Regions from separate parts of the Zea mays genome. Here region 1 is linked to region 2. A link is a contact called in public Hi-C data. All regions are on one chromosome and are shown on one strand. Each heading gives the region's core, a stretch centred on a gene start, on an enhancer-like site or on the middle of the called end of the contact. The rest is flanking DNA. Distances are from core to core; before and after follow the strand shown. Region 1 holds the start of LOC100273868. Region 2 holds the start of LOC100283510 (MYB59).

What was found. A called contact is a pair of places that touch in the nucleus more often than the background predicts.
Region 1: a contact with region 2 is called in a Hi-C map of tassel, with 1.9 times the contacts expected there. The contact joins the promoter of LOC100273868 here to the promoter of LOC100283510 in region 2. A contact is called at or near these places in 2 of 25 Hi-C or Micro-C datasets (ear and tassel).

What each region holds. Positions count from the first base shown.
Region 1 is chr4:2,045,136-2,047,835 of Zm-B73-REFERENCE-NAM-5.0, forward strand. It overlaps LOC100273868, which reads right to left and starts at 1,301. Exons shown (of 11, transcript NM_001148264.2): 1 at 1,124-1,301; 2 at 248-424; 3 at 1-158. The coding sequence starts at 1,222. LOC100277820 reads left to right here and starts at 2,595. Exons shown (of 21, transcript XM_020551456.2): 1 at 2,595-2,700.
Region 2 is chr4:1,836,372-1,839,071 of Zm-B73-REFERENCE-NAM-5.0, forward strand. It overlaps LOC100283510 (MYB59), which reads left to right and starts at 1,428. Exons shown (of 3, transcript NM_001412556.1): 1 at 1,428-1,754; 2 at 1,852-1,981; 3 at 2,073-2,700. The coding sequence starts at 1,926. The coding sequence ends at 2,508. The region is part of intron 2 of LOC103652679 (a long non-coding RNA gene); the gene reads right to left.

The DNA of each region.
Region 1 (2,700 bases), core at 51-2,550, 210 kb after region 2:
TCCCAGTTCTCCTCAATCTCAATCCCTCCACACTCTGAGAAGCTGATGGTGCTGCCCAACCTCTCTGAGACAATCGAAAGGTAGTACTCTTGATCATGTGGCACAAATGGCTCGACGATGAAGGTCGTGATTGGAGCCTTGCAGCCACCCATCTCAACCTGAAAAATTAATGGATCACATGACACAAAATCAACTCATGTAGCATGTCTGGAGGACAGGTTATTTTTCACACAAGCAACTACTATACCTCAACCCCCAGCCGCTCCTTGACAAACTCCTTGACTTGATTGAAATCCAAGTTGAGAGCCACGAGGCCGCTCTTCCCACGCTTCCCGAACAGCATATCAGGCTTCACCACTAGCTTCATGGTTGACAGCCATGGCTGCTGGCTCACAAGCTCCGCGAAGTCCGTTGATTGCGTGATCTATCATTAAGCAAGGCACAGAAATTCAGTCTTGACTTGTTATTATCATCTGACGACATGACACTGTGTCCAATCATCAGTCCTAGAATAAGACTGGAACCACCCAGAGTCCAATTTTATACTAGAAATTGAAACCGGTGATCATGGATGTCTTTGTAAATGAAGTTACTTAAAAATACCCAGATACCCCCAGATTCAACAATCTGAGCGCCCCTGTCACTGTCCTACGGATCCAAGCTGCTTCAGACTACTTTAGACTGGCCTGAGTAAAGCAAATGACACCGCACGGGCAAACAACCAGCAGATCCGGCAAAATAAACAGTTCTACTCACCTACTGCCACTGGACTGCAGCAAGCAACGGTAGCTCATATCGATTGGATACAAAAGTAAAAGAAAAAAAATCGCACCTTTTCCCATGTTTCTCCTTCTCTGTCTGTCTAGATCCCCATACTATATAGGGGTAGTTCGTAACACGCCACATTTTCTACCGATTGACGCAACGGTTCAGTGATAATAAAATCATAGGAATGCGGCTGCTTAAATCCGTCGGGCCGGCCGCTCATGAAAACCGGATCTTTGCACCGCCCGAAGCCGGATCACGTGAACCGAGACAACACGGCGACAGATCCAGTGCGGAGAGGAACGCCGGTCAGACAGAAAGGGGGTGGGAGGGAGGGAGGCGACGCGGACGGACTGACCTGGGCGGAGAGGATGGTGAGGTCGATGCCGGCGAGGCGCTTGAGGTGCTCCCTGAGGAGGCGCTTGGAGTCGTACTCCCGGATCTTCTTGCGCGCCATGGCGACGGAGGGAGGGAGTGGAAGGTTGGTGACTGGCGCTGGGCGTGCCGGGGGAAGAAGAACAAAGGACTGGTTTTTGTTTATGTAGAGAGAGATTCAGAAATGCATGGGTTAGATGGGATCTAAGTAGTGGTCGTTACACAGAAATGGACATGGATTTTAACCCTTTTTTTTTAAAAAAAAACATAAGCATCACAGCGCTGCAGTGCAGTGATAGATATAAATAAATATTACGAAATAGTAATTGTCCATCTTAATTAACATTATGTGTGTTGAAGTAGTATTATTGTACATGGACAAGTCCTCTCTTCCTTTTGTTTTGCTTTTTTGAAAGTCCAAAACTGTGTTCCTAGGGGAGAAAATTGGGGTGGGATACTAGTACTGCACAAGATTGTGTGCAATGTGTCAAACACTACGTGCGGGTATTAATAACTCGTGCTTTGACCTCGTGGTGAAGGAAGGAAGGAATGGTTAGACCTTCTTTGGAAAAAAGAGAAAAAGTGAAGGAATTTTGAAAGATTAAAAACTCTATGCAAAAATTTCATATATTCTTTTGGAACAAATGATTGAGTTGTCATAAATCCTATAAAATCGAGCCTTGTAGTGAGATTTTGGAGGATTTTTAGAGCTAACTTGGTAACCCTATTTTACCAAACGAAATTAGTTTATTTTCTTTTGGAAAATTAGAAATGTCAAACATCCTTTAACATGAGGTCCAACCTCTTGAAATTTTTTCTATGGAATCCTTCATGACATACAACTCTATTTCTATAATTTTTCTCATCACTATGTTTTAGTAATACTCCTTTCCAAAGGAGGCCTTAGTTTTGAGGTGCATTGCAAGTGAAGGGAAGACGAGTTTGGTGGCAGGTGAATGGAATGGGCCTGCTGACCGGTAGATGCATGCTTGGTTGGTGTCAGTTGGTTGGGCAGCTGCTGCTTGCTCTTCCTTCGTAGCCACACACGCAACCTACACCCAACACGTTGGTGAATGGTGATGGTGATGGTGATGGTGATGGTGATGCCTCCCATGGCCGCAACCAGTGCAGGTGGTCCGTGGGCCGTCTCGGCCTTTCGGCCAGTTCAGGTGCAAGATGAACGGACAAATGAGTGAGGTCCAATTTGGTTTTTTTTTTCACAAGGATTCGGCCCAATTTCTCGTGATACAAGCTTCAACCCAAATATTCCGGATGGCTTTTCCGAATACAATAGATAGTAAAAAAATTGCATGTAAGCTTTGGTGTCATAAATATAGTTAAGAAACTATATATAGAGATGATCCCTTATCCAATAGACCCGCCTTTTGTTTTTTAAAAGAAATCACATACAAATAGGAAGAAAGCAAGACCAACAATTCGTTTATATATATATATATATATATAGTGTGATTTAATATGGTGTAATGTTTCTCATCCTAATGACACCCCAAACATACATTCTTCTTCCACGGCTGGGTAGCCAAACAATCCCACAACATT
Region 2 (2,700 bases), core at 178-2,677:
CTACTTGGCTTCTGCTATATCGGCCAGCACACCTACGCATGCAGTGTGCTGTGGAACTAAATTATATCTTAATATGGTTTGTTCATTTATTTATCACATGTTTTAGCACAAAAATATTGCTTTTGGTAGAACTATAAGATGGGCAAAAAATAGGTCATCATGAGTATTTTACTTGAACCGATTTATTAATTAGTTGATAGATCTATTTCTTCAATTAAAAATCTGTTAGAAAACATCACATTTTTTTTACTTTTTTATACAACTGAGACACTGCAGATATGCTACAGTGGTATCATCACTAAATCAGAAAACCTCTGCATAATGGTAATGGTACAAGTCATTTTAGTTCTAGTACATACAGACACACAAATGTTACTTTTATGTGGTTCAACTCAACTAATACCAAAAGGGCTTTTTTTTTACGTGGCACCCTCAGTGGAAGAATATGTGTTTTGTGAATTTGAGTATTGTTTCTGTTGAAGGTGCGTTTGTGACAATTTTTTGCTATGCTTAGGATAATTGCTGACATGAGATGGAAGCAAAACCTTTTCACTTCCAGGGGAAAGGAAATAAGCACCAGTTCCTAAAAAGTTTGCTACACTGCATACATGGTTTGTGATTCTGAATGTACATATGTAGCAAGCAAATCATGGATTAGCATTAAGAATTTCTGAATGGTCAATCAACTGTCATAACCCACCAGGTAAAAGGTTCATATCAAGAGAAGAAAGGGTACATTTTTTTCTCAGTTTGTAGAAAAAAACCTGCAGCGACCCATTTATAATACCCGTGAAGCATCTAGAAAAGGAAAATAAAAATGATTGGACATTGTCGACATAATTGAAGGTGCAGGTATAAAGCATGGCATCGTTATGGGTTACCTAAAGCAAGCACCAGTATCCACTTAAGACTTCAGAGCCAGATGTCTATTCCTTTTATCAAAGAATAAGATGCTAAAGGTAATAATGCTTAGAGCATACTAAAATCATCACAGTAAAGATAGCCACAAATGTTTCTCCCCTTTTGTGTGAAACATGAGAAAACATATCGTTACACATATTTCTTCTGTATAAACGAGGTAACAAAGAAAAAGAACAGCTTTGTTGTTTTATGTCAAAATGATTGAAGTCAACCCACAGAGCCAACATATAAGAGACAAGCGTTATTCTGAACCCATTATAAACAAAGCAGTATCAACAATTCCCTACTATAATATGTTACTCAAAGCAATAACCAAGAGAAGCAAAATTTCTTAGCACAGTCTGAGCACAAACCTAGTGATGATAGGATCTATAGGATTCTCTAAAATCACATGCACCACGTCATGTGACCGCACAACTGATTCCACTTCTATTTATTTATTTATTGAGAGGGAAGAGCTTGTCCTGTTGCCTATAAAAGAGTGGCTAAAGACAGCAATTCAGCACAAAGCATAAGACATAGTGGCTTCTTCTCCCTATAGCTACCTTCTTCCTATCAGGCTGGAGTTCATCAAGGATTTGAACCTGGAACTGGAGCCCACAAGCACACAGAGGAGGAAGAACACCAAGACTGGTTCCCAACCTATCCAAGGTAGAAGCGAGCAACGTTAGTGTGGTAGTAACATGGTGACTGTGAGAGAGGAGATGCGTAAGGGGCCATGGACAGAGCAGGAGGACATTCAGCTGGTATGCACTGTCCGCCTGTTTGGTGACCATCGTTGGGACTTCATTGCTCAAGTCTCAGGTTTGAGGGGTTGGAGAACTACAACTTAGGTAGCTATTTTGCTATCCTTAGCGCAAAGTCGCAAACACGAATGTCTTCCTGTCTAACCAGCCTTCTTCATACTATACATTCTCTATGTTCATGCAGGCCTCAACAGGACAGGAAAGAGCTGCCGCCTGCGCTGGGTGAACTATCTTCACCCTGGCCTCAAGCATGGCCGCATGTCACCACAAGAAGAGCGCATTATCATTGAGCTCCATGCTCGGTGGGGGAACAGGTTTGATTTGAAGAAGTTTTTCTAGACAGCAGTTTTTCTCGGTTACTAAATTTAGGTGAAGATGAAGCTCATTCAAATTCTCCATATGTAGGTGGTCTAGGATAGCAAGGAGGCTGCCAGGGCGCACAGACAATGAGATCAAGAACTACTGGAGAACACACATGAGAAAGAAGGCACAGGAGAGGAAGATGGGCATGCCATCACCTTCATCCTCATCCTCCTCACTGACATACCAAACCTGCCTTCTTGACACCATTCCAGTCATTGGGATGGGCAGTGGTGACACTCACAATGGTAGCTGTGTCACCAGCACCCTCGAGAACACACAGAGTGTCATGGATGGATATCCCATGGATCAGATATGGAAGGAGATTGAGGCACCACATGCACCTAACTTGCTGAGTATTGCTGAAGGGAAAGAGAAGACGTGCAGCAGTAGCCCCTGTCATCTACCATCACCTGTAATGTGGGACTACAAATGCCCTGAGATATTCTGGAAGATGGGAGATCAAGAAATCATGATGTGATGGAAAATGAAATCAAGATGTTGGCTGCACGATTTGGTTATGGGCTTATGGTAAATAAGGCCATCGCTATTGAAGGCTGAAGGAATACATCTATATTGGTCAGGCCACTCAGCTATCTGCCTAGCAGATTTGCAGTATTTGTACTTCCTAACTATGCTTGCATTAGTATGCAGTATTTTTAAATCTAGTGTA